5 separate regions of the Mus musculus genome follow, and regions 2, 3, 4 and 5 are each linked to region 1. Evidence: chromatin contacts called from public targeted proximity ligation data. All regions are on one chromosome and are shown on one strand. The core of a region is the stretch at or near the end of the contact, and the rest is flanking DNA. Distances in the headings are between cores, read along the strand shown.

What was found.
Region 2: a contact with region 1 is called in a targeted proximity ligation map of memory CD8 T cells, with 24 read pairs. A contact is called at or near these places in 2 of 130 datasets of targeted methods (bone marrow-derived macrophages and memory CD8 T cells).
Region 3: a targeted proximity ligation map of memory CD8 T cells shows a contact between it and region 1, with 70 read pairs. A contact is called at or near these places in 1 of 484 Hi-C or Micro-C datasets (reprogramming fibroblasts) and 1 of 130 datasets of targeted methods (memory CD8 T cells).
Region 4: a contact with region 1 is called in a targeted proximity ligation map of memory CD8 T cells, with 31 read pairs.
Region 5: a contact with region 1 is called in a targeted proximity ligation map of effector CD8 T cells, with 10 read pairs.

Annotation. Positions count from the first base shown.
Region 1 is chr19:5,843,516-5,847,830 of GRCm38.p6, forward strand. Neat1 (nuclear paraspeckle assembly transcript 1 (non-protein coding)) reads right to left here and starts at 1,963. Exons shown (of 1, transcript NR_131212.1): 1 at 1-1,963.
Region 2 is chr19:5,085,999-5,090,313 of GRCm38.p6, forward strand. It overlaps Yif1a (Yip1 interacting factor homolog A (S. cerevisiae)), which reads left to right and starts at 2,540. Exons shown (of 8, transcript NM_026553.4): 1 at 2,540-2,750; 2 at 3,421-3,632; 3 at 3,774-3,878; 4 at 4,006-4,084. The coding sequence starts at 2,720.
Region 3 is chr19:5,270,816-5,275,130 of GRCm38.p6, forward strand. Pacs1 (phosphofurin acidic cluster sorting protein 1) reads right to left here and starts at 2,304. Exons shown (of 24, transcript NM_153129.3): 1 at 1,724-2,304. The coding sequence starts at 2,073. It overlaps Sf3b2 (splicing factor 3b, subunit 2), which reads right to left. Exons shown (of 21, transcript NM_030109.2): 19 at 4,249-4,315; 20 at 3,977-4,162; 21 at 3,106-3,712. The coding sequence ends at 3,641.
Region 4 is chr19:6,397,964-6,402,278 of GRCm38.p6, forward strand. Rasgrp2 (RAS, guanyl releasing protein 2) reads left to right here and starts at 2,578. Exons shown (of 17, transcript NM_011242.3): 1 at 2,578-2,688; 2 at 3,758-3,900. The coding sequence starts at 3,828. Pygm (muscle glycogen phosphorylase) reads left to right here. Exons shown (of 20, transcript NM_011224.2): 20 at 82-501. The coding sequence ends at 231.
Region 5 is chr19:5,293,390-5,297,704 of GRCm38.p6, forward strand. Sf3b2 (splicing factor 3b, subunit 2) reads right to left here and starts at 2,066. Exons shown (of 21, transcript NM_030109.2): 1 at 1,873-2,066; 2 at 1,652-1,698; 3 at 910-987. The coding sequence starts at 2,005.

The sequences.
Region 1 (4,315 bases), core at 713-3,212:
AGCAGGGCTGTGAACCCAGGCCAGCCTGGTATACACAGCCAGGCCCTAAGTCATAAAAGCTAATGAACAAAAGGGGCCAGAACCACTGTTGCCACTCAACCACCCAGTATCAAATCCACACCCTGGGAGAGACCATTCCCAGGGACCACTTCGGGCCCACGGATCCCTTTTAGTCCAGAAGACGTCCCAAAGCCCAAATTAGATACGGCATCTACCAAGTCGGCAGAATTTGTGGCTAACTTGCGCCTTCCCACTGTTAAACCACAAACCCTACCCATTTTACAACCAGCTCCATCTAAGGAAGATTCCTCCACACCAGTCATTTACAACCCAACAGCTTTCCCCAACACCCACAAGTTTTCAGTTAAGAATCCCTCTGACCAATGCAGAGGCAGGCAGGCTGCAGAAGCAGGGAAGGTGGGCGAGGTCACTGGGGTCCCGATCTACAGTGCAGCACGCTGCGCAGACGTTAAAGTGTCCTACACCTTACGCAATCTTCTCGAGGCCAAGTTCGCAGCACAGAACTACAAAGGCTGGATGGAGGCTTGTTTAGAAGATGCAGCAGTCGAACGCCTCTACCCCCATGAAAAAGGGTGCCTGCTGCCATTCATGCATCCGCAAAGAATGATGCTCCCAGAACAAGACATTCATCTGGAACATTCACAGCCGACGGCCCCTCCGGCTGGAAGCACCTGCCCACCCCCTACAAGCTGACTTCAACGATGGCCTCCTGAGCACAGGGCTTCCTGAGAAAGGCCTGGACCCAGGGCAGGGACGCGCTTCCTAAGCCTCTGGAATTCACTGTGTAGGCGTCAACCGAGGCCGCTGTCTCCTCCAGGGTGAGCCCTCCTGCACTGCTACGACTCACACTGGCAGGGGCTCCATATCTCCTGGTGCCATCTGCTTGCCATGGTGAACACTATAGTGATAAACCACGTCCATGAAGCATTTGGGTGACCGGAAACATGGCTGTGAGCCCACCCCAGGGTCCACACTCACGTCCCGCCCTCTGTGAATCAACACCATCCCTCCCCGCCCAGTCAGGGTGTCCTCCACCTTTACCAAAATGCCGTGCCCAAGACTCCAGCACCGACTCTACATCCTCCACAGGCTTACCGGACGACCCAGGGGCAAGGTTTTAAGTGACCCCTTAACCTCAGAGTGAGGGGCAAGAGTAGGGAAGAGTGAGACCACAGAAGAGGAAGCACGGAACCTAGGCAAAGTCCAGAGAGGGCACTGCTATCTGAAAAATAAAGTTGTGATTAATGTGGCCCCAAGACTTGCGCCTTCAATCTCCATGGTCCCCGCCTGGCAGACCTGACAGTAAAAACAACTTGTCTCTGCAGCCTCCTCCGGCCTCCCCTCGCACCCCGAAGTGGGTGCAGACAGGCCACACCCAAATTACATACCACCCTGGGCCAGAGCTGTCCGCCCAGCGAAGCTAAGTCCACCTTCCATAAGACCAGGCCTCATCCCCAGGTGGGTTCACAACCCCTTATCTGGAAAAAAAGGGGTCTGCTGGTTTTGTCAAGATCAAAGGCGACCTCCACTACGCACCTAGTCCTGCCCCACTGCCTGTCCTCTATGATTTCCGGGGCCTTCAAGGGCCCCCAGTCCACCCGTCTCCATCAACTGCTGCTCTGCCACTCAAGTTAGGACACTGCCCCCATGTAGGCCTGTGAAACTTGTGCCCTCCTGGACGTCAAGTGCCAGCAGACAGCAGGGATAGCCTGGTCTTGAAAGCTGCTGGTTCTTTGTGGATTGTTAAAGGCGCTTTGGAAGCTGCCTTCCACACGTCCACTGTCCCAAAATCTAGTCTCCTTTATACTTAGCCCCGCTTCTCCTCGCACCCCCATCCTAGTGGCTGCCTCTAATTCTGCCACCTCTCTCATCTGAGCCCTGAACTGGCCACTGCCTCCCCACCACTAGCCCCAAGAGCGAGCCCTCCTTGTCACTAACTCCTACAGGTGGAGGTTACAACTTTTGCTTTTATACTCTTGTGTCGCGTCACCCAAACACTGCTAAACGGAACGATTCCTCCACGGGCACTTAAAAAAAAGTTCCTCCCCGACCTAGCCACAGAGCCAAAGGAGCCCACGAGGGGCGGGTCATGGCCTCCGTCAACCGCCACTCCCTCAGATTGCTCAATGATCCTTTTCTGCTCCTAGCGGTGCGTCACAGGATGAAGGGCATATCCAAAGATGATATTTGGGCGGTGAACACCACCGGGGATAAGTAAGTCCCCTTTGCTGCTGAAGGGTAGGGTCAGCTGTTGGGGAAGAGGGTCACACCGAATGTCAGCGCTGAAGGAAAAGTACACGGGTCGCCTCAGGTCACCACGCCCCGACGAGGTCCGAAAGTAGGGCCGGCAGAAAGCCTGGAAAATTCCACTCGGTGGCGGAGGGATCTCTGCGGTGGCGCGTCAGGCGGTAGGGGTGGGGGGGTTGGGGCGGGACCGGGCGCGTGACTTCTCGGGCGTTGCCGCCGCCTGCTCGCAGGGTGACGTCAGTGCGGGCAGCAGCAGGGTGGGGGTGGGGAAGAACTATCCCAGCAGCTTGGGTGGAATGCTTAATTGCGTCTAAGGTTAATTAAATTGCGGGAAAGGTGGTTGCAAGCTATGATAAAGCAAGACTTTTGTATGGTACACATGCATATAGAATGAATGTGTGTATGTAATGTTTATGGTTGAAGAGCGCCCAGTACAGTTAAGTGATTTTAGAAAACATTTTTGCTTTTGGGTGTGGTATAGTGAGAAAAAATATTTTTAAGCTGCATTTCTCTGCGACAGTGTATGGTGGAGTTCAAGGCGTGGGTTTAATGACCACTGGGGGAGCCAGGCTGGCTGTCTACTTGGGGTGGGGTCCAGCACAGGTCCAAAAGCAAACGTTGTCCACAAACAAGGGCTTAGTGAGGGTTTTGAAAAGGGGAATTGTCACCGCCCATGTCAGTGAGGAGCTCGGACAGTCTGACAACCCCCCACCCCCACCCCACCCCGCCATGAAGCATCTACTCAGCTCTTCTGCCACCTGCCTCCACATCCCCCCCCCCCCATACTCCCCAAAATAAAAAAGCTGGTTCAAGCACGCAGAATGAAAAAGGCAGCTGGCAGAATTAACTGCCCGGAAGTCTCCTCCCAGGCTCGACACCCACTCTACAAACAAAACCACCCAGTGACAACAGGCTCCCTTAGCAACCCGGAGGAGGGAAGGAGGGGGTTGTTTTCCGGCCTCTAGCATATGGAATCTGCAAGCAAGGCCCGGCCTAGACTGCACCCTCCCGTTCCCGGAAAACTGGTGACTCTCTCTCTCATGTGACCAGCACAGAGGGTGATTATGTGGCAAGTGCTGGCTTGCTCACCGGTTCTTATGCCACGTAGATTCCTGCGCCTCACCCTTCTCCAAGGGCTAACCTAATCAGCCTTTTATTTATCTTTCTTTCTTTTTAATTCCAGAAAGGGTCTCATTTTGTCTCATACTGGCCTGTACTTCTTGGCTCATCCTCCTGCCTCAACCTTTTTAGTGCTGGGATTACATTACCACTATGTCCGCCTGGCATCAGTTCCAAGTGTCGGTGGTGGGTGGCGGTGACTGCCTGCAAGAACAGGGAGTTGCTTGTTAAAATGTTCTAGAATGCCAGGAGGCGGCTATGAAAGCAGGAGGGAGGGAGGGGCTCCCTGTGGCGGGCCTAGCCTGTGGAGTCAGTCTTTTCTGACTTTGAGGTGCTTAGGCAATTGTTCAACCACCTTCAATTTCCCTTCATATTATTCTTCAGTCCCAGGAACAGCTTTTGAGACTTTTTTTTTTTTGAATTAGTAGGAACAGGGTTAATTGGTAACACACCAAGCCTAGGGCTGTGTAAAGCTAGGTCGCCTGGTCACGCACAGATGAAGCATTTGTGTGCTCACAAGTCTGCAGCAGCCCAGGGACTGTCTCCAGTTCTCAAGGGCAAGATGGCAGTGTCAGAGGCTCCTGGCCTTCAAGGACAGTTTTCTTTGGAAACAATGTATTTGAGGGGAGAGGTGAGGAGGCCTTAGGGCCGAGGCTGTGCCCACCCTTCGCTGGTGGACATACCCAGAGTTTCTTCCTTCACACAGAGGACCTCCATCCCACTGAAGGACTAGGGCAGAGCAGCAACTCCCCCAATCAAAAAAGCTGTTCCAGGAGATTGTGGTAAACAGGTCTGTGGGTGGGGCTGAGGGGTGACAGCCAGAGGAGCCTGCCTGGTTTCTAAGGCATGCCCCTTCCCAGCTATGGGATTCTGGGATGGAGGGCAAAGAGCAAAATGGGGTTCTCTTTGTGATGTCCGATTAAAGGGG
Region 2 (4,315 bases), core at 1,290-3,789, 760 kb before region 1:
ATATGTTGGATTAAAGTCACTAGCATGTTTAGGCCAGGCGGGGGCGGGGTGTGTGTGTGATAGGTTTGCCCTGCATGGGACACCCTTTTCTCAGGTGTGTATAGCTCACGGGGCTGGTTTCTCACATTTCAGAGGCCTCAAATTCAGAGATTCACCTACCTCTGCCTCCTGAGCTGGGACTAAAAGTATATTTCACTGTCCTCCATCTTTGCTTATTTTGTGTTTACTTTTAAAATTACTATTTTATTTTATATGTGTTTTGCCTGTATGTTTGTCTGTACACCACATACAAGCAGTGCCCACAGAGGGCAGAGGAGGGTGTTCGATCCCCTGGAACTGGAATGATAGATGGTTGTGAGCTGCTGAGTGAATAATGGGAATCTAAGCAGGTCCTTTGGAAGAGCGACCATCTCTCCAACCGCACCCATTTGTTTACTTATTGGGCCTAAATGTTTTCTGGCTATTGTCTATATGTAGTTAGTGTGCCTGGGCACTAGGAAGACATAGATAGGTGTTAGGAATGACATAGTTCCTGTCCTCATGGAAAATATTCAGGGAAAATCTGATTAAAGAGGGGTTTAGAACCCAGACTCTAGCCATCACTCTGGGCCATGGTCAAGCCTCCGTTCCCTTTGTCCCTCTGTAAGGGCTAAAGTGATCCCCCCTTTTATTTTTATTTTTTAAAGGTGTATTTATTTTATGTATGAGTGCTCTATCTGCACGTACACCTGCATGCCAGAAGAGGGCATCAGATCCCATTACAGATGGTTGTGAGCCACCATGTGGTTTCTGGGAATTGAAGTCAGGACCTCTGGGTTTTTTTGATTGTTTGTTTGTTTGGTTGGTTGTTTTTTTTTTTTTTTTTTTCTGAGACAGGGTTTCTCTGTATAGCCCTGGTTGTCCTGGAACTATTTTGTAGACCTCGAACTCGTGATTTTGTAGGCTGGCCTTGAACTCGTGATCCTCCTGCCTCTGCCTCCTTCACCAAATCCTACCGGCGTACGCATCCACAACTGGCAAGATTTATTTATTTATTTTATATATACAATACACAATAGCTGTATAGATAGTTGTGAGCCATTGTGTGGTTGCTGGGACCTTCGGAGAGCAGTCAGCCAATGCTCTTAACCACTGAGCCATCTCTCCAGTCCCGATCTCCCCCCCCCCCCAAAATTAATTACATGTTAAATGTATTTGTTCTGTGTATCTCTCTCTGGGCGGGATGGTGCAAAGAGGTGCACTTTAACATAGCTCGAGTGTACAAATCGGAGGAAGATTTTTCGGAGTTGGCTCTCTTCTTCCACCGTCTGGGAATTGAATTTAGGTTCTCAGGCTTGGCAGTCTGCTGAGCCATCTCACAAGCAAGCTAACATGACTCTTAAAGGATTTGGACAAATGGATAAAAAGGGAAAGGCATATCTCCCGCATCCCAGGCGGAGGAGCAAAAGCAGCTGTTGGACAGCATGGGCTGAGTTTGGGGATCAGAAAAGTCTGACCTTATGCAACTAAACGCTGAGTAGTTAGTCAGCTGTAAGTATCCGAGGGTGTGTCATGCTATCTAGAGAATAGTACCTGACAGTCTGTGAGAGAGGGACCCTTGGAGGGATTGTCTCCAGCGACGATGGGAGTGGTTACAGCCTGGGTGGGAAGAAAAGAGCCTAGGAGACTAGGAGTGAAGCTTACGGGCCTCACTTGGAGATCACAGGACTGGTGATGACTCAGGAGACCTTCAGGAGACAGGTCACTACACCTCTGCCTCCCAAATCTCCCGGACCACTGGAGAAAGCGATGGAACAAGGCCCAGTACAGATTCCTGTCCCATGTATACCACCAGGACTTCGTATCTTCTGGGTGGTCTCAGTTTCTGTCTCCTGCCCCATGCGTGAGCGCGTGTGTGCGTGTGAGTGCGTGTGTGCATAACGTATTGAGCGCGATTCCAAACCCTCCCAGCAGAGGCCCTCGGGGATGAGCCCAGCGGCGGACTCTACAGGGCATTTTCAGCACCAGCCGACGGACAGCACCAGTTCTGAAAGGAGTGGGAGGGCGGAGGAGGAGTCAGCGTTCCAGGGCTCAGGGCCGCGCTGTCACTCTCCCGGTGCGGGCAACAACAACAATTTCTAGCAGGCCGGAGCTCCAAAACAGGATGGAGTGAATTGGAGGAAAGAGCACAGAGTAGGGGCAGGGATCAGTCAGAGCTTGACCGACCGCCGCATTCCTCTTGGACTGCATTGCGGCGGAGCCAGCTTTGTGCCCTGACTAGTTGGGTCGGTCAGGACTTTAATCTTCCTATTGGCGTAGTCGTGGCAAGGAGCGTCAAGCGCCTCTTGGCGCAGACGCGGAACTAAGTTACAACTCCTTCTCACCTATTGGCTGGTAGCGCCGCAAATTAGCCAGCCTACTAGTCAATCCGAGAACATCTTGAGTAGCTCCGCCCCCTATCTGTCGGAAGTTGAATATGACAAAACCCGATTGGAAGAGAGCTCACCAGTAGCCAATTGAAAGTGTAAAGGGGGAGAACCAGCTCTTCCGACGAGCCAATGGTAGACAGCGAAGTGTGACGCCAAGGACATGGCGGCCGCGATCGGACAGCCCTGGGACGTGTCGGGCCGTCGGGTAACTTCGGTCAGGACCAGGCAAGAGAAGTAGCTGTTTCAGTAGTGTTCGTACCCACGACTCAGCGAAGTACCCACGACCCTTGGGTAGAGCGAACGTCACGGCCATGGCTTACCATTCGGCATATGGAGTCCACGGTGCGTGAGGAGTGGGGAGGGCGGGGCGCGGCCTGGCAGCGGGGAGCCAAATACGCTGAGAGACCCACTGGTTCTGTTGGAGAGGGTCTGCAGTGACCGCTGCCCAGGGCGGGGAGAGTGTCTCTCGGGTTCCTGCCCTGCCACACTGCAGCGTGTCCTGGACTTCGCCCTTACTAGCCAGTCCTGAGATCAGGCTGCGACAGCACTACTGGGATCCTCAAGTCTAATCCTGCTTGTACCGAATTTGCCTCCAGAACTTCCTTTCCCTCTTACAACTCGGGCAGCATTCCTGACCACTGTCCAGGGACTCCGAATAGCCAATATTGCCTTTTCTACCTGTGTTAAGTCAAGGAATGTCTTTGCGGTGATTGTGCCCAAGCAAACGTCTTTTCACTCGCTAGTACTCAGAGATCATTTCCCTTGAGAGACTTCCTAGAAACCCCAAATGGGTAGCCATGTTTAGGCACACCTTTCCCACTGCATGCAGTAAATGATCCCCCACCCTGACCCCCCGAAGGATAGGAGATCGACTTTAAAACTCATCCTGCCTTTTCCTCAATTGTTCGGTGCCTTAGGACCTATGCACAGCTTCCCAGCCTGGGGAAAGGGCAGTGGTCTGGGTTCTTGCTCTGTAATTCTGTAATCTACTTTGGTCCTCTCACACCTGCAGGTTCCAAGCATAGGACCCGGGCAGCTCCAGACCCTCCTCCACTCTTCGATGATACAAGTGGTGGTTATTCCAGCCAACTGGGCGGATACCCAGCCCCAGGAGCTGATGTAGCCTTCAGTGTCAACAACCTGCTTGGAGACCCAGTGGCCAATATGGCAATGGCCTATGGCACCTCCATAGCATCCCAAGGGAAGGACATAGTGCACAAAGAGGTGTGCCCTGGGCTCCCGGGAGGAGGGAGGCAGGGCTTCTGGCCAGGGTTGGGGTGTCACAGGATCCCATCTTACTCCCCAGGCATCCTTTAGGAAGGATCACGGTAGGGCTCATCCATAGCCTCTTCTCTTTACTTCCAGCTGCACCGTTTTGTGTCCGTGAACAAACTCAAGTATTTTTTTGCTGTGGACACAGCCTATGTCGCTAAGAAGCTAGGGCTATTGGTCTTCCCATACACACATCAGGTGAGCTTCCCACCAGGAGAGCTGGCCAGCCTCTCCCCACTCGCGGATAACCTGACTGATCATCAGATCTCAACCCTCTCTCTCTTTCTCTCTGCTCCTGTTTACCCGACCACCTCGCCACGGCCAGAACTGGAAAATGCAATACAGCCATGATGTGCCTCTGCCCCCGCGGAAAGATCTCAATGCCCCTGACCTCTATATCCCCAGTGAGTCTCTGATGTGGGGCTTGGCCACAAAGGGGACTTGTGCCTTGAGCATAGTTAGGAAGACGATTCTGTTAATGACCCAGCGTTCATTCCTGGAGCTTTCCACGTGGGACTGTTACTAGACACTAAGTTGACAGGATGACCAGTAGGAAACTTCCTGAATGACCTTGATTTTTTTTTTTTTTTTTTTTTGGTTTTTCGAGACAGGGTTTCTCTGTGTAGCCCTGGCTG
Region 3 (4,315 bases), core at 1,054-3,553, 570 kb before region 1:
ATATATTCAAACACACACACACATATACTTTATATATACTTCAAACATACTCTAAAGAAACTTCTGCCCAAGAGCACAAATCCTGAGCAAATACATACATATATACATACATACTTACACATACACACACACACACAAAACTGCCCATGTTAACAGGGAACAACCTAAATATTTATCAGAGTCATATATTAGTTCATATAACCAAATACTATACATTAGAGAAAGTACTAAAAACTAGAGCTACTAGACAACATTGATGATTTGCATAAGCCTGAGTTAAAAGTGACAGGCTACATACAATATAAGAACATTTCTGCAAGCTCCAAAAAAACGTTGAAGCCAAGAGTAGTGGTGCACACCTTTAATACTAGCAACTGGGAAGGCAGGAGGCAGGCAGATCTCTGTGAGTTCCAGGCTAGCCAAGGCAAGTAAGATCCTGTCTCAAAAACAAACAAACAAAAATAAAAAACACACAAAACTAAAAAATATATTTACAGACTTATATGTAGTACACTGTAATGGGGGGGGGGGCATAATTCAGAAGTGTGTAGGGGAAGCCAGAATGTAATTCAGCAAGGAACCTGGAGAGTTTGACAGGTGGGGTAATGTTCTATATTTTTCAATAAATGACATAAGAAAGATGTGCTTGTGTCATCATTTTTCATGCCCTATATATTGGTACAATGTTGTGGTGTGATGTTGTTCAAAATAAAGGGAGAGAAAGAAACACCAGCAGAGTTGAGTTGAGGGTGGAACCCCACAGGGCACCCAATCTCTGGCTTACAGGCACATCCACCTGCTCTGCTGGACTCACAGGGTAAGAAAGAACAGAACCTGAGAATCAACTCGGTTTAGAAGCACAAAATGAACACCTCCAGGCATTTCTTTGTGCTTACTGGGCAAAACCAACCCTGCAGGCTGTCTTAGCATAGGGTCAATCCAACACACTGTCCCCAAAGAAGTATATACAACAACTGCTTTGCCATAGAGAAACAAGCATAATTTTTTGATGCAAGTTTTCAGATAGTTCCAATGGACAGAAAAATGGGTTGAATTTAGGAACAAGGCAGTCATTTTACAGAGCTCATAGGAACCTGGAGACTCTGTGACCAGTATCTAGTGGAGGAGGAAATGAAAACTTGCATTTAAGAACACATTCAACTGATGTCCAAACTAAGAGCACAGAGTACCCAGAGAATGTGTGTAGCATGAAGAACATATGAATGTATGTACTGAACCCCCAAGTGTTAACCAGCTTTACCTGCAACAGGTGACAAATGAATTTGGCACATGCTAAGTACGTTGGGAAAGAACTATATCAAAGCCATCTTTACCACATCTGTGTAACATTAACATATGTACAGCCCACGGGCGCCAGTGAGGCAGGAAGAAGAGTGACTTACTGACCGTAAGGAAGGCCAGATTCGGTCAGACCCAGCCAAGGAAGGCCACTGGGCTGGGTCCCCGAGGCCACCATTGCTCCAGGAGGACAGGAGGGTGGTTCGAGCCAAGGCGGAAGGTGGGACTGCTGGAGAGGGCAGGCCCACACAACAGTCTTGGAAGGCCCAGGAGAAGACAGCCCCCACCCCCCAAAGCCAAGATGAGCTAGGAGTGGAGGACGTACCCTCCACTCGCCCCGGAGAGATGGGGAGGCGGGGCCTGTCACAGAGCCAGCCTGGCGGTCCCCTAGGCCAACACCTTTTCCCAGCCGCCCGTTGCTCACCTGGGCACGCAGCTGGATGAGCTCCGGTCCACCTCCCAGGTAGCATACAAATTCATCTGCACTGGGGCGGGGGTGCGGCCTGGTCCTGGACCGCCCGGAGGCGCAGAGCCCGAGGCCACCGCGACGGCCATGGAGGTGGAGGTGGAGGAGGACGAGGAGGAGGCGGCCGCAGCCGAGGTGGACGAGGAGGACGAGGTGGCCTGGGCCAGCTTGGGGGGCGTCGGCTGTTGAGGCTGCGGCGGCTGCTGCTGCGGCTGCTGCTGCGGGGACTGGGCGACCCCAGAGCCCCGCTGACTGCTGCCGCCCCCGGAGCCTCCGGGACCACCGCCCGCCCCTCCGCGTTCCGCCATGGCCTGGCCAGGGGAGGAAGGGGCGCGGGGCTTACGCAGACTGAGGGCACGCGAGCGACTCTCAGGCTTCCCCCCGCGGCGGCAGCGGCTCAGCGCGTCTCCTCAGAACGCCCGGCGGAGCGCGAGCCACCAGCGAATCTGCACGCACGCGCGGGCTTTCGCTGCGCGCGGTCCTCGCGCTCGCCCGCCGCCGCCTGTTGCGGCCCGCGAGGCCCAGACACTGGGTGGGCGTGTCCGAAAGGGGCGGGGAGCCGCGGCCCCACCCAGACCGGCGCCGAGGGGCGGGGCCAGACTCGCGCTCGGCCCCGCGGCCCCCGGGAAGGGGCTACAGCCCGCGCGCTCTCGCGGCGCGGCCCTGGAGTCCCTAGCAGGCCTCGGCGTGCAGGCTCCGCGCCCCTCCTCCCTCCGCCCTCCTCGGGCGGCTGCTACCCCGCCAGCGGAAACCCGGGTTTTCCGGGGCGCGGTCCCGGACCGGAGAAGACTGTACGAGAGCGCGCTCAGCCCCTGGGATCTGCAGTACACGTAGTTCTGGTCACGCGTTGCATGGAAATCGGATAGCCCGCTGTGGCGACCCCTTCTGTGGTTATTTCGCCCACTTCTGCAAAAGAAGCAGTAGGTAGAGATCCAGGGGCCGGCCACCACCTAAGGAGCTTAAGTTCCAGCTTGACTGTGGGCAGGAGCCAGTTGAGCTAAGGTTGTCTAGGTCCAACAGCCTTTCTTGGTACAGCGCCCCCGACACAGCCTTCTTTACAAAAGTCCCAGAGTGCCTCGGTGCTTTCTCAATTTCTAGAATTCTATTTCTCTCAAGGCCTGATCAGCTGCCATCCCCACACACCCCCACCCTACCTAGAGCTCTTGCACTCTCCTACACCCACACCTTCTCCCCAGTACTTGAGCAAATGTTATGGAATCCTGTGCTCCAACCTAGTCTAGTTTTTCAAAAAACTTCTCAGAACTCAGTGACGAAGACAAAACAAGCCCTTCAAACCCACCCACCCACCAACACACACACACACTAGTAAATCCAAGTAGTTAGCCAGTACTCTGGAACAATTGAGATTTTATTTAGAGACAGATGTTCTCCAATAGGTAAGAAATCGGCCTTTCTGCCACAAGGTCAATGAGGAAGGCCTGACCTGGCCTACTTCCCTAGCCTACAGTTACTTCCCAGCCTAGCCACGGTGCTAAGCTGGCTATTTTTATTCCCCACGGACAAAGCAGTAAGGTCAGACCAGACCCAAAGGTACCTTCAGCAGAGCCTTCACACACAGGAGGGGTAGGGATAGTGAACTACCCACAAGTTCAGTTCAGAACTACAGTCCCATAGTCCTATGGGCCATCTGTGATTACAGGCAAGAAGTAGATGCTTTTGCAGAAGCTAAAAGAGAGAGAGGTTCAAGAGCGCCTGTATTCATCCTTCCTTGGGAAACAGCTTTATTTACAAAACAAGTCTAAAATAAGAACAGGAAGTGACGAGCCTAGGGAGTCCAGATCTAGCTTTAGGGAGCCACAGAGAAAGCCCAGACATACAAAGAGCCTAAAGGCAGGCCAGCTATGCGAGCAGGACCTAAAATTTGAACTCCTTGTATTTCTTGCTGCCCCCACGGCTGTCCTGGGGCTGAGCTTTCCGTTTCTTTTGCTGTAGGAGAGAGAGAGAGAGAAGTTACAATAGGTTAGACAACCCCAGACAGGAGGCAGCCTGACCCAGACATAAAATTAAGGTAAAAAGCACTGAAACCACACTCTCCTCTCCCCCTGAGAGCTAAATGACTTCCTTCCTCTTCCTGAACTTAAGAGACTGCCACCAATGGAGCATCTCGGAGACCTTCAGGCACCGAGTCCACCCGCCTCTCCCTCCACCAGAAAGGACAGCCCTCCTCCTAGGCCCACAGGTTGCTCCCACCTTCTGCTTAGCAGCATGCTCAGCCACCATGTCGCTGAAGTCTTCCTTCTCTACTTGTGCCTGCTGCTCCCGAACGTGCTCCTCGTACTTCTGCGTCATGGCCATGGGGTCCAACTCCAATTCCTCAGGCGCCAGCGCTACTTCCACACCTTGCAATTCAGGGGCTGGGCCCTTCCGGCTCATAACCTGAAAAATTCAGAACCTTATTATCTCCAGACTCTCAGAAACGCGGGCTCCATCTCAGTTACAAAACAATGTTCTCCAATGCTTACCGTGGACATGTCATAAATGTGGGTGGATCCCATCATGGCTCCCCCAACAGTGGCTGTTCTCTTCTCT
Region 4 (4,315 bases), core at 1,328-3,827, 560 kb after region 1:
GCTTTGACTCTGGCCGGGATGAGGGAGAGCGGTGCCAGCCTGCTGGCAGAATGAACCTAGAGCTTTCCTTGCTGTCTACAGAACCCAAGAGAGTGGACACGGATGGTGATCAGGAACATAGCCACCTCTGGCAAGTTTTCCAGTGACCGCACCATTGCCCAGTATGCCCGGGAGATCTGGGGTGTTGAACCTTCTCGCCAGCGCCTGCCAGCCCCAGATGAGAAGATCTGAGCTTCCACATCAGACCCCATACCCGCCCTTGAGTCTGTTTGCAATTCCTGGGATCAGGCCCACTCCAGGAGGTGGGCCTCTGGAATTACATCTCTACCCTACCCACTTTGGAACCCACTTTCCCCAGTCTCTAGGTCCTGATGCCTAGTGTGATGAAGACCTTGCCCTCTTCATTTCCCTCAACTCCCTACTCCTTTTATGTATGGATGGGGTCTAACCAAGTGCACCCACTCCCCAATAAATCGACTCTTCCTGCTCTTCCTTACTCTTCTCTGTTGCAAAATATTTTTAGCTCTTGGAGAGCTTAACAGCTGCTGCGCAGTCATCTCCTTACCGCCCCCCCAGCCCCCCCCCACACACCGCGGCAGGTGCATCCTCTGTGGGGAGAGAGGGGCGGCCCATAGGCGGTGTCTGGGACTCAGTCCCTTTTCCGGTGTCGCCCTCCACGCCTCTCTTCCCAGCGCTGTGTCCATACTAGGTCAGCGGCCAGCTTAGTTGGTCGGGGGCGGGGCGTCTGTCTGGGTGGGGCCCACCGGGTTAGGGAGTCGGTACTCGGGCCGAATCCTCCCGGACTACGGAGCTTTCCCCGCTGTCTGGGGGAGGGTCTAGAGGAGGCTTGGCGCCTTCTTGGCTCCGCCCCTAGCCCCGCCCCACTGCGGCGTTTTAGGGTCTCTTAGCAGGTGGCTAAAATAAATTCAAAACCAGGGGAGTGTTAGGGCTTAGGGCATTCGCAGATCGTTTAGGCGAGAACAGTGGTATATTCCCGGTTCTGGAGAAACTGAGGTATATAAGGGGCCTCTTCTGAGCCTCACATAAACCAAGATTGAAGTGCAGAGGACTGCTTCCCTCGCCCAAGGCAAGGAGGGGCAATCCTCGGAAGGGGTTTTGCGGCCCTGGGTTTCATAGTGAGTCTAAACGGCCGGAAACTGTTACCTATCCCTAGGCTAGGTGTGAGGGACATAACTGCTTGTGGCTGCCCCTCCCAAGTTCCTCGTCTCGGCCCATGCATCCAAGGCTTCCAGTTCCGAAACTGCAAAGCACCTACCCAATTTATAGACGCCTCTTTCTCTCTTGCCCAGTGGGGTGTCCCTCGCCCCATCTCTAGACAACGAACCTGGGTTCCCAGGGAGCCGCGTGTTCGTTCATTCATTCCTGGCTTTTTGAGGCTCCACTGGACCAAAACCAGCTCGCATTCTGTCCCAGCCCCTCCCCCAGGCCATCGCAAGGATCCGCAGCCCCACGCCCGCGACCTCCACCACGCCCGGGCCTCCGCCGCCCGCAGGAAGACGCCCGGGCCCGGGCAGGGTGAACCCCGTGGGAACGGTTTGTCTCGAAAACAGGAACCCGGACCGGGGGGCTGGGCGGGGCGCCCCTTCCCCACCGCAGTCCGCTTCCTGCCCCTCCCGGCTTCCTCCGTGCGACACCCAGGCGGGGCGCAGAGCCCGGGGGTGTCGCGGTGGGGGAGGGCTGCTGCACGCGGTCCCCACACCAACAGTGGCGCAGCCCCCCGCCCGCGGTTAAACTCTCTGGGGCGGCAGGGGAGGGGTTAATCTGCTTCAGGGCCCGGCGCGCGCGGGGCGAGAGGGGGAGTCCCCGGTGGAGGAGGCGCGGCGCGGGGTGCAGGGGCGGGGAGGGGGCGGGGCGGCAGGGCGCTGGGCCGCGGCGCGGAGACCGGGTGGGAGCCGCAGCCGCAGCGAGGCCGGCGGGCGGGAGCGCACGGAGGTGGCGCTGGCCGGGCAGGGTTCGGGGTCCGCGCTGCGGGTCCCAAGAGTGAGTGAGCGAGCACGCGCGCGGGTGGGGCGTGGGACACAGAGGGTGCGGCCCCTAGGGATCTCCTAGGGGCAGGCTGGCGGGGACTGCGGGTGGGTGGGGAATCTGCGGTCCTGGGTGGGACAGAGCTTGCGGAGGGGATGAGGCACTTAGAGCCACCCGCAGGAGGGGGGCGTTCGAGGCATTCCGGTGCTCGCCTGAAACGTATCTACCAGGCTCTTCCCTGCAAGTCCCCATTTGACAGATGGGAAAATTGAGGTTCAGAGAGACTAAATGATTCTCAAGGTCACCCAGCAAGGAAGTAACAGTCAGGAGGGAACGACTCTGAGAAGTCCTCGGGAGGATTCCCTAATGTAGGGGAGTCTGTGTAAGGGCGAGGTCCCTTTCCTTGGGACAAGGTTTTGGCGAGATCCAGGAATGTAAAGAACCCCAGGCTTTGGGGCTGCGAGCCCTGGAGCCTGGTTGAGGGGGGAGGGGCGGCAGAATGGGTGTGTGCGCAACCAGGGGGTATGTGGATGCGTGTGGGAGTGTACATGCGTGGAGATGCACTGTCTTTGCGTGTGTGCACACGTGTTCAGATGTCAGAGCTACTGTGATCGAGAGATCAGAGGCTGAGCTGGTTCAAGTGAACAGAAGGTCTGGGAGGTGAACTGCATTCAGGTTTGCATTCTGAAGTAAAGGACTTGGGTATGTGTGGCTGAGGATTTTCATTGCAGGTGTGCATGGGATGTGGGTGCCATTGTGTGTGATTAGGACGGGAGGTGTCTATGACCCTGGTGTGTGTGAAAAGGGTCTTCTTGCACTTAATGTAGGTCATTGGCCTTCGGCAAATACCTAGTCTAGAGAATAGGTGTTTGTTCCTGCATGGGTGCTTTTATAGTCCCCACTGATGACCAGGATTATTAATGGTGTCATGCAGGCCATGGCGCTAGCGGCCCCTTCTGGGCTCCCTACTCGGTGCTCTCACGCACAATTTAACTATGCAGCAGGGTGGGTGGGAAGGCGGGAGCCCAGGTTGGGAAGATATATGGCAATTCTGGAAGGGCTAGGACCGGACTCCTGGGACCTTAGTACTTGTGGGTTGGGAGTCCGCGGTTCCCAGGCTTTGGCTTCCCACTGACATCTCCCAACCGCAGTGGGCTACCCCTCCCACCCCCCGCCCCAGGAATGTTCTTCTCTCTAGCCCTCCTCCCCAAGGGCAGGCCCCTGGGGGATGCTACGGCCCCGCCTCCCACTCGGGGAGCCCAGGAGGGGGAGATGTAGGCAGGACTCCTGGGTTCCCTCCTCCCTCCTTCCATCCCAGGGAGAAATTCCTCCGAGGTCCCCTCAGGCACTGGGTTCCCAAAATAACCCTGCGGGGGAAGGGAGGCTGTGAAGGGAGGGGAAGCGGGAGGAGTGCAGAGTCAAGCTGTGGGGTGTTGCAGGTGCCTGTGGGGAGCAAATGCAAGGAGAGGAGGGCCCGCCAGGAGGCTTGGGGCACTAACTAACCCCTGGGGTCCTGGCTCGTCCCTTATTCTCGTAGAACCCTTCTAACCTCCCGCGACTCCGCGGGTGGGCCGGAAGCCTCTCAGCTAGTCCATTTCCCAACTAGCGAGTTGCACCATCCCGGGGCAGGACCGTTTAACCCTAGAGGGGCAACGGCAGGCAACTCCGCCCATGCCCAGCAGGGGGCGTGCCCACTCCGCCCCGTTCCTACGCGCCGAGCCGCTCCCCCCACCTCCCGCGCCTCTGCTGACTCCCACTTCTCCCAGGACAGGGGTCCGAATTGAGCACCGTGGGAGGCTCTGAGAGTGTAGCTTGGGTCTAGCCTACTGGCACCGGCAGCCATGACGAGCACTCTGGACCTGGACAAGGGCTGCACCGTGGAGGAGCTGCTCCGTGGTTGCATCGAAGCGTTTGGTGAGTTGCATGCAGCACGAGGGGTCACACCCAGCTGGACCCTGAACCAGACTCTAGGCCAGAACCTACCCAGGCTCCTATTTTGAAGTCTTCTTAAGAAAAGCTCCTTGATTTTGCGGAGAAGTACCCCAATGTACCCCTTGTACAGACGTCAAGGAAGGGGCCCCAGGGTCCCAACACTGACCTGGGAGGGGCATTATCTGTCTCCCTGGGGGATCCGGAGGAACTCTCTATCTCTAGCCTGGGAACTGTTTCCGGCAGATGGGGGTTGGTTTATCGGGTGAAAGGGGTGCCCCTTCCCCCAACACTCAGGAAATGACCTCTGGATTCTTGACCCCGGGGAACCCAGGCTCCTTCCGCTCCAGCTGGTTCCCCTCCTGACGACGGGCTTGGTCCAAGCTCTCCTCCTCCAGCC
Region 5 (4,315 bases), core at 816-3,315, 550 kb before region 1:
AGCAAAAGAGCCAGATACTAGAATTTGAAGTCTAATGACGTAGGATTCAAGAAAATACACCATAAAAGAATCAAAAGATGCTAACTTTAGCACACTGATCAAAGCTATTAGCTTCTCTGAAAAAATATGAGGAACATTCATATTACATTTTGCATTCAATTTAAGGAGGTACAAGGACACCTCTAAAATCCATACAGGAACTTCACAAAACACACATACACAAACACACCAATAAACTCCAGGTCAAAGCCACAACTTTAGAGGAAGAGAAACAAATACTAGAATCAGAAAGGACTTAAAGAAATAGGAACTAGGGCTGGATAGATGGCCAAGCAGTTAAGAGCTGCTCTTCTATAATATCAGGGCTCAATTCCCAGCACCCCGATGGAAGCTCACAGTTCTGTAACTCCAGCCCCAGAATGACCCAACGCCCTTCAATGGCCTCCTAAAACACTGCATGCACGTGACGCACAGGTAGAAACTTGGACAAAATACAAATTCAGACAAAACACTTATATACATAAAAATAAGTTAAAAAAAAAGTAATAACCAACATTCCAAGGCATAGGATATCTACGTTGTACTAGATGCAGGGAGTATATTATTCAAGTCAGGGCATTATCCTTTACCGTTTCAATAACTTTGGGAGCTATACCTGGCAGGAGAAAGCATGACCACTTCCAGCTGAGAAAGGATCAAGGAACATTTCCAGATATTCTAGTGGAATCTTGAGTGATAAGTCAAATTTGGAGGAGTAGACATTGGGGATTAAAACAGTAGCAGCACTAAATCAGAAGTGAAGAGGTCACAATTTTGTCTCCTTAGACCTCACCCTTAACTTACGGTCCCATCTGCTAGCTCAACACATGGCTATCCTGAGCAGAAAAGATCCTCGAAGCAATCTCTTACCTGTGCTGACATAGGAGGAGGAGCCGCTTTGTCCCCATCTTCTCCTCTCAAAACTGGTCGATTCAGGACAATGCCCGTCTACAAGAAAAAAGAGAGCTCTAGGTCAGACTACAAGGACGTATTCCATTACATAACCTCCTCTTCCATTTATTTACTTAACAAAATGTACCCAGTGCCCACTTGACAGAGACTGGGGCTGGAACCTGAGAAAAGCAACAGGAGTAGAAGTAATTACAATAAAGCAAAACCAAGAACTGACAAAATGGTCAAGAGCCGGCTTGCTGCGTTGAAGTACACAAAAAAGACCTAGCCCGGTGTGCTGGAGCACTCGGAAGGCAAACGCATTAGGATCTCTTAAGTTTGAGGCCAGCCAGGGCTACACTGAGAAACCCTATCGCGAAAGAACAAACAAAAAAAGTATATGAAACGAAGATCCAGCCGCGGAGTGGTGGCGCACGCCTTTAATCCCAGCATTTGGGAGAGGCAGGCGAATTTCTGAGTTCCAGGCCAGCCTGGTCTACAGAGTGAGTCCAGGACAGCCAGGGCTATACAGAGAAACCCTGTCTCAAAAAAAAAAAAAAAAACCAAAAAAAAAAAAAAAAAGAAAAGAAAAAGAAAAAAGAAAGAAGAGAAGAGAAGAGAAGAGAAGAGAAGAGAAGAGAAGAGAAACGAAGATCCATCCGTGAGTAGTCTTAAAGGCCTCCAGGAAAAGTGAGACCTAGCCTGCACTGACAACACTCACCTGACGGGTGTAGGTCTGCAGCCGCTCTACTAACTCCTCGCGACTCCCTATAGGACGAAGCACAGAATCAGGGGGTCAGCATCACCTCGAGCAGGCCAATTTGGCGAGGTCAGGTCCCACAGGCCTGTCTCCGCCCCCCGCCCCGTGGGTCTCCTGGGTAACCAAGCTCCACTTCGCCACAAGCCCACGCAGGGCCCCTCTCGACCGCCTCTGCGCCTCACCCTGGATCGGCGCTCCTATCTCTGCCAATCTGGCCTGAAGCTCCTGCGCAGCCCAGGCTCCATAGTGGCCTGGAGGTGGAGGCGGTGGCAACTGCAACTCTCCTTTGGGAGGTTCGGGATGCTCCGCCGCCATCTTAGCCACAAGAAGGCGCGAGACCAACACGGAAGCTCGGGTCAGCCGCCGGGCCTACTTCCAGAAACTTCCGGTTGCGTAATCCACGTCCCGCGGTGATTGGAGAGAACTTGGTCCAAACACACGCCCTTTCCCTTACCGGGGAATAGGAATCGCCGCCAACGGAGGTTGCAGAGCCTTCTGGGAGTTGTAGTTTGCGGATGCGCCATCTAGAGGACGAACGCTCGCTATGACATCCGGTATGCAGCAGTAGTAATACATCCGCTGCCTGGCTGCAAGAGCTTACTCTACCCAGAGCAGATGCATTCTTCTTCTCTCCTGGCCAAACACATACTAAGTCTTCTGTCCCGACACCCTTCAATGATGAGAGACCTGGGTGCTTATTTCTCCTAGGAGCTCATAGAGATTCCTTTCCGGCGCCCGAATGGGAGGTTGGTGCCGATGGCTCTGATAAAACAGTGTTTGTCTGCTCACTCCCGCCCAGGCGTGCTTGAATGGGCTGAAAGGGGATCGGAGCCGGTGGAGGAACGGACCGCCAAGCTGAGTTCCAGCTGCTGACCTGGGGGAAGGGCACTGCTAAAATAAAATCCCCTTTTGCACCTTCGAAAAAGTCTTAAATAAATGTATTCTCTGTCAAATGCTTCCTTCCCCCTTTCGAGGAATGTTCATTAATACATTTTCCACCTTTCAGGTGTTTTATTATATGTATATGTACCGCTTGCATGCCTGGTATCTGTAGAAGCCAGAAGTGTCAGATCTGGAACTGGAGTTACACTTTTGTGAATCGAACCCAGGTCCTCTGCAAAAGCAACAGTGCTCTTAACACCAATTCTCAAGCCCCAAGGTTTTTGTTGTTTAAGACAAATGTGTCCATATGTGGCCCAGGCTACCCTAGAACTTCTGATCCTTTGCAGGCTACAGATATATACTATCACACCCGATTTCATGGAGTGGAAGATCAAGAGTCATGTAGTTCAGACTGTCTTGGGACAAAATCGAGCCCAAGCCAACCTCTAGCTCTTGGCAATCCTCCTGCCTCTGCTTCTTGAAAACTGGGCTTACTGCTGCCAGCTAATCCATTGTCTTTGTTTCATTTTTAAGTCTTTCCTGTCCTTTATTCCCACCTCCATTCCCCCAAACAGGATCTGGAACTTGATCTTCTTCTATCTTGAAGTATTTAGCATCCAGGAGGCAGCTAATAAATGAGTTGGGAGGTGGGGGTATCTAACCTGGGGACTTTATATTCTTGTAGGAAAAACAAAAAAACCTCAGGACCTTTCTTGGGGCAAGACACCATGACCCTTGCCTGCCCAACATCCACCAATTTATTTTATCTCCTTCCCTCTCCTAGTTCTGCCGCTCTCAATGACAGCCTGTTTGGTTTGTGTGTGATGAATAAAGGAGAGGAACACAAATGGTCTCATTTCCCACCCACGCGCTTCAGATCTTTTCCTAGCCACCTCCGTTTCACCAGCTGTCCTCAAGGGAGGAGTAATTGGAAAGGAGGGGTGAGCAGGATGCAGGAAAGGTGGGGTCTGAGACAGACAGATAGAGTACAGCTGGTAAAAGCGGTTCTTGTTCCCTTCACCTATACCCAAATGGTGACTCTTCCCCATTGGGTTCTCATCACTACCCTACACTGGGATTGCAGACGGAACCAAAGCCGGAAAGGACAGAACTAAAGAATGAGCGGCGGTGGCTTTTCCTTGTGCTTGCCAGCTTACTCAGACAACCATTTTTAACCCAAAGGAAGTCTCTGCTCCCTGTAATCAGAGAGCCCCGGACAGGTCACCTGAGGCTGGAGGCCCCAGTATGCTCAGGCAGGACTCCAGAGGAGTCCAGGGGGAGGAAGAGGAGGAGGAGAAGGGCAGGGTCTCTAAGGCAAGATAAAAGAGCAGATGGGTCGGTAATATAACTAGGGCCAGAAAAGGACATACCAAACAGGATGATTTTTTTTTTTCATGATTGCCCTGGGATGCAGATAGGATACCAAACTCTGCAAAGAGAAAGACTGAAAGAAAACAGAAGCTGACATGCCCGTGTGCCCCTGCCTCTGAAGTCAGGATCCTTACATAATGCCCACTTATTGGCTGTGTGAGACCAGAAGGGACCAGTGCAGCCCTGTTAAAGTACCAGAGTTGGGTGGTTAACCTACCTGAAGATCCTTTCCTTGCCCAGAATAAAGGAGACAACATCCATGCCATCCCTAGAATCAACTGTGGTCTCATGGCATCTAATGTGGCTGTAGGGGGTGCCACTATTAGACACCCACCAGGAGCTCTTTCAATTAGAGCTGCTACAAGGAAACAG